Linked DNA regions of Gossypium hirsutum: region 2 is linked to region 1. A link is a contact called in public Hi-C data. All regions are on one chromosome and are shown on one strand. The core of a region is the stretch at or near the end of the contact, and the rest is flanking DNA. Distances in the headings are between cores, read along the strand shown.

Region 1 (5,414 bases), core at 1,273-3,772:
ACAAGAAATCCTAAGCACAATAGATGAGAAGTGGAAAGATGAAGGCCCAATCTTTGAAGCCGAGGATGAGCTAATAGGGAAATTCATCTCTGATGGTAAGTACTTGGTAAGATTGACCTATTTTAAAGAATTTAATGAGAACTTAAATGATGACAATGCTCATTCTAACTCACTTATTGATAAGTGTGATTGGGGAATGTTGTGGTTGGTGAAATTATCATTCCAAATTACAATATTTTTGTCGAAGATATTAAACAATGCCTTACCATACAAGTTGGAGATAAAAAAGAGAATTCAAACCATAGACACTGGTTGTGCGCTGTGCCATGATAGTGTAGAAGATTTAGAGCACCTTTTTACGGACTGTCCTTTTACAAGGATTGTTTGGATTGGATCAAATTTGGGGACCAGAACTGATATCTTGAAGATGAATTATCCTATTGAATGGATTCTCTCAATGTTAAGGCGAATTAAATCAGCAAAGGAGGATAAGGACAACTTCATATTGTTTACCTCAAATTTATGGAGTATTTGAAACCAACAAAACTAGGTTATTTTCAAGGGAAGAACCCCAATTCTAATCGTTGTCATCAACATGGCTGTGGTTTACACCAATAGAGCGATTAAGGCTTATGAGAGTTGGTGTAATTACAAACCGCTAGTGCAAAGTAATTTGGTGACGAGAATGGAGAGCATGACGACACCAACTTATAACGTGTATGTTGGATGGAAGAAAGGAAATGTAAGAGTTAGCGTTGTCATTCTAATAAAATCTCCGGATGATATTACAAAGAAATTTATTAGGAAAATTTTCGATCAATCTTCTAGGATCAAAAGCAAGCTGTTGATTTCCGATTCATCCTTGCATCTTCTTGTCGTATGGGTTTATCATCTGTAGTGTTTTGGACTAAGGATAAACTACTTGGGAAAATTTTCGAAGGAAAAGAAATCAAGGTGAATTGGGAAATCCAACCAGTATGGGATGATATAGTGGTGATGAGAAGACTCTTCCCGTTTACAAGATATTGTGGGAATGATACTAAAGCCCTATACCGGGCATGTAATGTAGCTGCTACAGTACTTTCAACTTGTTAAATTAGATTTGTAAGTATTTTTACTTGTATTACTTGTATGTTTTCATTTTGTTCATCTATCAATAAAAATTTCGAATCATTTTTAATTCGACTTATTCAAGTGTACTTTTATATGATTAAATAAGTAAATAAAATTTTCGAAATTGGATAAAACGTAACTAATAAACAATAAGATATTATATATACCACTATCTCTTCTCCAAAAATTTATGTTAAAAAAATCTAAGATAATATACTGGATGTGTCTTCAAATTTCAAACCCATATGTAAAAATAGATACAATCTTGCAATTCAAGTTCATGATCTGTTTTCTTTGAGAATGAACGTTTAGAATTCATATTTTCAATTTTTTATTCATATACAAAATCAGATTAGTTTCCTTAATTATTTTCCCTCGAATTCATTCAATTTCCTTCGGTTAAAATACTCGAGAGGTCCCTATATCATAATGACTAGATTAAACTATTCCCTCTATTATTAAATAGATCAATTTAGTCCCTATAAATTAAATAATTCCAAGTTATAACAGAATTAACATTTACTATAAAAAATATCTTGAATTTTTGTTTTCAATTGCAGTTCAATTTCAAACAAAATATTTCATTTAAAGAATCATAAAAACTTTAAAAATATTAACTCTATTAAATAGTAAATGATATATATTTTTTAAACAGTAAATATTAAATCTATTCTAATTTAGTCTTATTTGGATCTTTTCGATAGTACAAAGACTAATTTGATCAAGTCTCTATATTACAGGGACCTCTAAGGTACATCACCAATTTCTTTGCCATATCTCTGGTTTTTCACACCATACCTTATGATTATGCGAAGAACACAGTTCTTAAACTCACAATGATTTGTATAAAGTCACAATATATCTACTAACAGAAGAACAGTAACATCAAAAACCAAACACAAAAACAAAACATCAAACCTTCCATATATTTTTAGTCCTAATTTATTTTTTCATTTGACTCCCCTCTTGCAACGATTATATGTTGTACAAGGCCGATAATCAGGACCTGCAGGTTTTATACAATTCCCATAAATATACGCATTGCAAACCGGTTGACGCTGTAACCCTCGATAAGATATAGGAGTATCTGCAGCAAGTCTCCTTCGTTTCACCTCGGATTCACCGAACAACACCACTTGTTCTTCATCTTCGATGAATTCACCAATTGTTTCATCGTATTTCGTAGTGTTTGGTTTGCTCTCAGGAAAGGCTAAAGCTGCTGATTTGGTCACACTGTTGTTGATTAACAGCAAAGAAGCTAATATGAACAATGGAAAATATCCCATTGTTCCTCTTTTGATCTTTTTTTCTTTTTCCGATTTGTTTTTCTGAGTTTGTAGCCACTTGAATAAATAATATGTTGGGAGATTATCTATAAGAAAAAGTTGTAAATTGAGGATAAGTAATGAAAGGGTATGGTTTCATTAATTGGTTTAAGGGTCTTATAGTGGGGCCTTTGCTATTTCATCTTCAAATTTGGTGAAAGAAAATGACAGTGATTTTGCTTGACTTGGTCAAGTTTTATTTTTAATTTTTTAGAAAAAACTTGAAAACTAAGATTAAAATTACCAGTTGGATATATTTTTTTTCTTTTTAATTTTGTTGGTGTAACATTTTGAAATAAAAAATATTCAAAAATAGCATTCTTATAAACCTGAATTTAACAAATTTATTTACAGAATTAATATTTGGATCTGAATTTTAAAATTTGAAAAGTAAAAAGACTAAATTTCAAACTCATAAAGAGTATAGAAAATTATGACATTTTTAAATTAGACCTTTTGATACTAAAATGCCACATATTCAAATTTAATAATATTATTAATTAGATTTTAATTTTTAAATTAAGAATTAAATATAGAGAAGTTAAATTATAAAAAATTCAAAGAATATAGAAACTAATGACAAAATTAAACCTTCGATTTTGCATTGAATTTAGTTCGGTTTCCAAAGACTAGTGCAAATCCCCACCAATTTCGGCCAATGCAGGGGGCAAATGGAAATTAGAACACGAAAGGCCATCACTGAGCCCCAAGAGTACAATAATTATGGTTTGTCAATACATGGAGTGCTGGCATCAGCTCTCTCAGGATAAAAAATTAAAATCCATAGTTTTGGCTAAATAAAATGTTTATTGAATTTTATGTGTCAATTGAACATATCTCTTGTTTTAGGTACATACTTAACCGATTCCTAATCCAATTAATTCCAATAACATGATAAAAATAATAAAACATTGAGTCTCAATAATTATTCTCTAATATTAACCAAATCTCTTACTCTGCTTAAAAAATCTAATTAATAATTATAACTACATAATATATTATAAGTATAATGATAAACTTTTAAATAAATAAATTAGAATCGAAATAGAGTTATTATAAATAAATTCTTTAAAATATGAGTTGAATTTATAGACGTAACATAAAAATTAATCAAAACATAAGCACTACATGAAAAATAATATTAACATATATGAATTTATGGATGATTGTGCATATTGAAATCAATATATGATAAGTTTAAAAGTTATATAAGTCTATAAATTTTAATATGAATATATAAATGAGACTTTTCGGAGTTTAATATTAATAATAATATAAATCACAAATAATATATGTTGGATTAATTAGAACTGAAATAATCTAAATATGAAATAAAATAGGCTAAAAATTGGAAAATAGCTAAACTTAAGTTAAAATAAATTGAGATAAAATTTATACATAATAAAACTTAAATTTAGAATAATTTAAAAGAGAACTCACACATAAAATTTCATATATTTAATCATTCAAACTAATCTTAAAAAACCAATACCCTTTTAGTTGTTCTTAAAACAATATGCTCCAATTAAAAATTCTACACCTCAATGAATTGAGGACAGCTTTTGTATAAGTGTATAGATTATTATGAGAATTATAATGACAAGATTAAGAAAAGCAACATATAAAATTGCTTACTCAAAACATAGATGAAATAAGCTAAAAACAAATTTAACAATCTTGAAAAAATGATTATCGAACTCCTCGCTTGCATCGTGTATACACAGTACAAGGTCGATATGATGGACCAATAGGTACAATGCAATTACCGTAGATGTTACCATTACAAACCCCCGGCTTCTGAATAGCTCCATAACATATATGACGACCACGATCGTATGTTGGTCCTCCTTGAAGTAGACGTTTAGACGAGTGACTGCCTCCGTTTACATTACGGCCACAATATTTGGTTAAAGTGGAATTGCATAGGGTGGTGGTGACGGCATTGTTTTGATCTAAGAAGATGGAAGTTTCAAAGGCATATATGGGGAAAACAATAGCAAAGATTGCAAGAGAAACGGAGAGAATTCCTCTAGTGAAATCATTTCCCATTGTTGTTCTCTCTTTTTTGCCTTTGGAATGATAACTTACATATGCTCCTATATGAGGTTAAGTGATCATCTAATTGATTAGAATTCCTTTTGCTTTTTTATTTTTATTTCCACTAACTTTACTTTAATGAAGATTGGTATCATCTTTTGCTTTAATAAAGCACACCAATGACATGAGAATATAATATAAAAAGATAAAGTAGGTAAATCATTTTCTCTTTTTTTTTTGGAAAGTTAAATTCTATTCTTTTTATTGTAATAATTAGGGAAAAAATTTGTTTGTAGCATCATTGACTTGACCAAGAGAAAAATACTAACCGATCAATACAAAAAACCAAGCTTCTAGGAAGCCGGTAATATAACTAAATTTCATAATTAAAAGTGTTCCACTATACAAATATATACTTCCTACATTTCTATTAAAATAAACATTACTAATTATTATAAAATAGAGATTTTGGTCCGATTAAGTCGAGTTGAGGTTTGATTTTAAAAAAAATATTTTCAGGCTTAAGTATGAGCTTGACTCGACTTGACCTTTTTAAAAAGCTCATATTATTATTTAAAATTAGATCTGTTCATGAGTCGGGCTACTCACCTAAATCCAAAAGCCCATTCAAAATTTGGGAGGTTTAGATAAAAATATTAGGTTTGTAAATGAGCTCGGGTAAAAAAATTAGACTCGTTTAAAATATGGACCGGGCTCAAGCTTGAACATTAATACTTTATATTAGGTAGTTTATAACATATTAAAAAATAAACCTATATTAAATATATAATATTACTCTTATTTAAACATTAAAATAACGTTAAAATGACTATATAAAAATTTTCAATAAATAAAAAAATTATTAAATTATTAAATATAAATGAAAATTGCATAAATATTTTTTAAAAAAATTAAAAATAATATGAGTAGGCCTAAAAT
Region 2 (5,414 bases), core at 1,609-4,108, 60 kb after region 1:
ATGCAACTTCACTATTTTAATAGCCTATATCTTTATAATTTTTAAATGATTAAATCAAATTTTTATCATTTTGGGGGGCTAAAGTGTAATTTTACCATTACTAATTTAAAATTTTATAAAATTATAAAAGGGTCAAAATGAAAAAATTTCCATTTAGGAGGGTCAGAGCTCCTGCCAACCCCTGCCTTCGCAATTGATTTATTTTAATATTTTTAATATATTTGATGTATTCTATTTTTTTAAATTCCTTTTAATATAAAAATAATATTAAAAAATAATATGAGTGGGCCAGACCAGGTTTGAGTCTAGCATTTTTTATCTAAATCGAGCTTAAACAAAATGTTAGACCATCTTTCGGGCTGGATCAAACCAAAACATAAAAAATGAGCTTAAAATTTTGTATTGGCCGATCTATAATCAGAAATAATTCCATTAAAATCCGACTATACAGCACCTGGATTCTCTGACTACCCAAATTGGACTAACATTTGGCTGCTATTGATTGCGGGAACTGCCCAAGTAGTTCACAGTATAATGCAATTATTAGTCGGTTTGGTCTTGGAAACTTTTAGTCTTTCACAATTAGGTATTTTTTTTTCACTTTAGAATCTAAATTTAGCAATTAATTTTATTTTAGTTTCTATATTTAGATTTTATCAAAATTTAGTTATGTTATATTTTGAAATTATACTACATCATTTTTTTAAAATTTTAAATATATGCTTTTAATTATCAAGTGATGACAAGACATAATTATAGACTGTCGTATCATCAAAATTTTACATTTACTAAGTTCCTACCAAAACATACCAAACTGTCAAACGGGTAAACTACTTTATTAATCACTTTAAATATAGGTCGTTCCTATTTTGGTCATCCCAAATAGAAATTGAACAAATTAGTCATTCCATCATTAAATGGTAACGGAAGACTTTGACAATACATTTCCACATTAATCAATCTAAAATTAGGATAAACTACCCATCAGTCACTCTAAATAAAATTCATTCCTATTTTGATCAACTCAAAATTTTTCCGTAAAAATGCATTGTTAGTCTTATATTACTACTTAATGTTGGAGTTACCAATTTGATCAATTTTTATTTTTAGTTGACTAAATTAATAAAAAATAATAATTGAAGTGACCAAAATAAAAATGGTCTCTATTTAGAGTGACTAACTGTTACCAAGTTTAGATATCAATGTGAACCTAATTACTAAGTTCATGGACTAAAATTTAAATTAACTTTTTTTCTCTCTTTTTTATGGGTGAATGTATCTAGCAGGGCCCTATATTTAAATTAGTCATTATGTATTAAATAAATTAATTTAGTTAATATACTATTAAATTGAATCAAATAAGTACAAATTTTAATATAGTTAAAATTTATTATTTAAAAATTATCATTTACTATTAACAAAGATAATATTTTGAATTTTTTTATTCTACAAATGAAATATTATGTTTAGAGTTAAAACTATAAATAAAAAAAAACCATATTTTTCTTGTCATTTTTTTATCTGTAAATGTTAAATCTTACAATTTCACTTTATTTATTTATTTTTATGTAAAAATATTAAACTGATGCTAGAGAAACAATTTTTTTCCCATTCATATGACAGTGAGATTAGAAGGTTACTTTCACCTTTTTTTATGTCTTATCCATTATTGCTTTAGGACCACAGCTACTGTAAGAGCTAAAAGGGTAATAGGAATAAAAAAAAAGCCACCTTGAATCATTTATCAAAATATCCCATCATCCACTTGCAATGCCATAAAACCCACAAATTTCTTATCAAGTGAGAAAATTAGTTAGAAGAAAGTGAAGAAAAATATGGGAAACAATGTGAAGGGAAGGGGTCTCCGATGCAAAGCAACCTTGACGATAATGATGATGGCCATGGTTCTTTTACTCGGTCAGCAGGCATCAGCATTTTCAGCCACAACCAGCAACAACAACAATAGCAGCAACTTGGCTACCCATTGCGGTGCCTCTACCATGGAGGAATGCTTGGTGGACATCGGCCATGCAGATCATGTGTTCTTCGCTGAGCCAGAGACGAGCCTGCAGAAAGATCCACCTAAATTCATCGATGTTTCTAAGAACAACTTGATTACTCCAAATGATAAATGTGGGAGACCAAGATCAGGTCAGCCCTATAATCCTTGCGTCCCAGACTCTAATGATAGCAAAAAAGGTAACACTGTACGGCAATTTACAAAGACAACAATAGAAATCGTGGATGCAAGTAGAATTATCTTGCCGACTATGGATTTTTTTAGTTACTGTTTATGTAAACTAAATAAAGATTGCATTTTAATTTGCTTAGTTTATACAAGTTAAATTTTGTTATTAATTTTTGTACTTTTGGTGAAAATTGTGAATTTAATTTTTTTACTTTAATTATCTTTACTTTTTGATTTAATTAATTTTAACTTTTAATATTTTGAATTTTAAAATTTTAATATTAGCCAAAACATTAACAGTTAAATTCTTTTGATTAAATGTTCCTATCCAGATTAATACACTGATCGTTTCTCGATTCAAACAGTTAAATTGTCTGATCCAATTCTAACAACATTATTGTAAAGGTAAGTTAATATGGCTGTTAATAATACTAGTGATTTAAGTAAAAATATTCAAATAATTTGATAATTTTTTAAATAATTTAGTGATATTTTATAACTTTTTAATATTAAATAATTAAAATATAAATATACTATTAATTTAATTATATTAGTGCAATTTAATTTTTTTTAACACACATCCAGAAAATACGTCAACTCTTATCCCTGAAAGCTTTGACTATGACCTACCAAAAGTTGGAAATATTGTGTTTTGTCCTTTTGTTTTCAACTTTTTCTCCTGTGGGCTCTCTTTTAATTCTGTAACTGTTGCGTCTGTGAAAACTCCAACCAGTTCAATATGTCCAACCAAAAATTGTTGATCCCGTGTAGACTTCTGTCGGGCCGGGCCTGGTTCTAAAAAGATTTCAGTTTTTGGCTCGGTTTTTGTTTGATTTAGTAAAAAAATTTATTCTCTGCTTAAATAATAATAAAATATTTTTTTATACTTTTATTTAAATTTTATTTAAGTCAAACTAGTTCGAGACATATAATTTTTTGTTCAAACACAAACTGGCTGCTCGATAAAAATATTAAGTTTAAAAAATGAATTGAATAAAAAATTTAGACTACTTTAAAATATGTGTTGGGCTTGGCTTCAATATTCAAAACACAATTCGTTTGGAAAAATTCATTTTCAAAATTATAATATGTTTTTTTCTTTATTTTTATGTATTATGTAATTTATATCTTATGAAATTTAAATATATTTTAGCCAATAAGACCTTACTAGTGATGGCAAAGTCTAAGGCTTAGGATCTTGATGTCTTAGGTTTGGATATGTGTCATTTAAAACTGAAATTGTAATTGTAACTTCAAAAAACTTAAATATATTATACTTAATATAAATATTAAAAAATAAATATGTTAAAGTTTCTATGTTTATAAATTTAATAAAATAAATCATATACAATAGTAATAAAAGCTACGTGTATATAGATTGACTTAAAAAAAAATTAAGCTCATATTTTAAGTTTATTAAATTTAAACAATTATGCATGAAAGTGATACCATATACGAGTCCGCATGAACTTATTCCAAAAGTTTTGGCAAATGTCCCTCTCGAATTTAACATTGAATATTTATAAATTACACTAGTTTGTATTTCCGTGCGATACACAGGTCAATTATTTATGTTGACTTCATAATAATATTTATAACATTAGTTTTTGGTTGATATCATTAATGAATTTTCTAAAAAAGACTTAAAAAATAATGTAATTCAAAATAATTTTAAAAATATACAAGGCTTTTAGTTTCTTTCATTATTTAAACGTTGTTTTCTCCTTCAAAACCTCCTGTAACACATTATTTGTGAGGCATAATTGAATAGTGGATAGAGCCTTTTCATCGAGCTCTTTTCATTTTGATTGATCCATATCTACAGTCTTCTTCTGTGTAATGACCTTTTCAGATTGTTCTGAACCAGTATTTGTAACACCCCAAACCCGGCCTAGACGTTATGGCCTAATCCGGAAGTGTCACATGAAATGGGTTGAAAAACCATTGTCGTTAAGTTAAAACCTTTTTAGTTCATTAGCCTTTAAAGTTATTATTAATTTCAAAGCTTTCTTTCATTCAATCATTTAGAGATAAAACGTGTTTGTAGCGGAAGCTTGTAGAAAAACGTTGTGTCCAGAAAATCCGTTCAAGATTTTAGAAAACCATCACACTTATAAAAAAGTAAAACCAAAAACCCAAAACCAACACCAAAATCTTAAAAGAGTCCAGAGTCCCAAAAAATACAACCTCAATACCAAAACTTAATAACCCAAAACAAAATAAAATAGTAAAATAGGTGGTCACCGTCAAGTCCTTCGCTGCACCGATCTGCCTAAGATTGTAGGTTACCTGTACAGATAAACAAAAAAGGGGTGAGTTTACGTAAACTCAATGTGTAACCCAGCAGAGTTAAGCATGTGTACAAACAGAATATCACAAATGAAACAGATTCACAATCGGGCCTAGGTCCGTGTCAGATACAGATACAAATTCAGGCCTGAGCCTATTTCAGATACAGATATGCAAATTAGATATCAGAATCCTACCCCCATCCTCTACACACCATCTCTGATCATCTCTACACACCATGTGGGGTTTAAAACACCCACCCAGCCCTAAACACCACGCTGTACCAATGCAGCACATATCAAATATAATGCAGTCGTGCTGCCAGATATTAGGCATAATCTGCCTTTCAGAACCCTTCCTCCAATATACATCATCTCACCCCAATCTCAGTATCAGAACATGTATACAGAATTAACATATAAATCATGCTTAACATGCTTTCATAAATGGAGAACAGATAAACAAACATAGGCATGCTCATAACCATATTTCAGTCTAACAGATCGCTTGGTTATAGGGTTAGATAGCATTTACCGACCCTATGGTAGGCCCATAGTTGATTAGGACGACCTGTACGACCATACGAAAAATTTTAGTATGTGGGCCCACATGCCCAGATTGGCCTTGTCCGTGTAGATCACACTACTTGGCCCATATATAAAATGTCCATGTGGCCCACATGCCCAATTTGGCTTAGCCCGCGTGGCTCACACGACCACACTCTAGCTATCACACTGCAGTGTCTTGCGCACGGCCCGACCTTCGTCGATGACATGGTCGTGTCGTCGCACACGACCTACCACACGGCCATGTGACATCGACAGATTACACTTTCAGCTTTCGTCGAATCCCGTTTTTCTACGTTTCAGGTACACACCTGGTATTGTTCGCTGCAAAAACACTCCTGAACAAACCGGCACCTAAAAATGATACCACA

What was found. A called contact is a pair of places that touch in the nucleus more often than the background predicts.
Region 2: a Hi-C map of leaf shows a contact between it and region 1, with 2.1 times the contacts expected there. The contact joins the enhancer-like site here to the promoter of LOC107953315 in region 1. A contact is called at or near these places in 4 of 34 Hi-C or Micro-C datasets (callus and leaf).

What each region holds. Positions count from the first base shown.
Region 1 is chrA07:12,431,048-12,436,461 of Gossypium_hirsutum_v2.1, forward strand. It overlaps LOC107953315 (protein RALF-like 27), which reads right to left and starts at 2,523. Exons shown (of 1, transcript XM_016888576.2): 1 at 1,773-2,523. The coding sequence starts at 2,399. The coding sequence ends at 2,064. LOC107955911 reads right to left here and starts at 4,487. Exons shown (of 1, transcript XM_016891693.1): 1 at 4,128-4,487. The coding sequence starts at 4,487. The coding sequence ends at 4,128.
Region 2 is chrA07:12,491,048-12,496,461 of Gossypium_hirsutum_v2.1, forward strand. No RefSeq gene overlaps it. Among protein-coding and RNA genes, the nearest start is that of LOC121203821, 15 kb to the right of the region's middle. Within about 2 kb of position 2,859, at least 5 of the 9 cell types and tissues checked have an H3K27ac peak or open chromatin away from gene starts, as enhancers often do. A contact at or near this core is called in leaf, where this site is marked.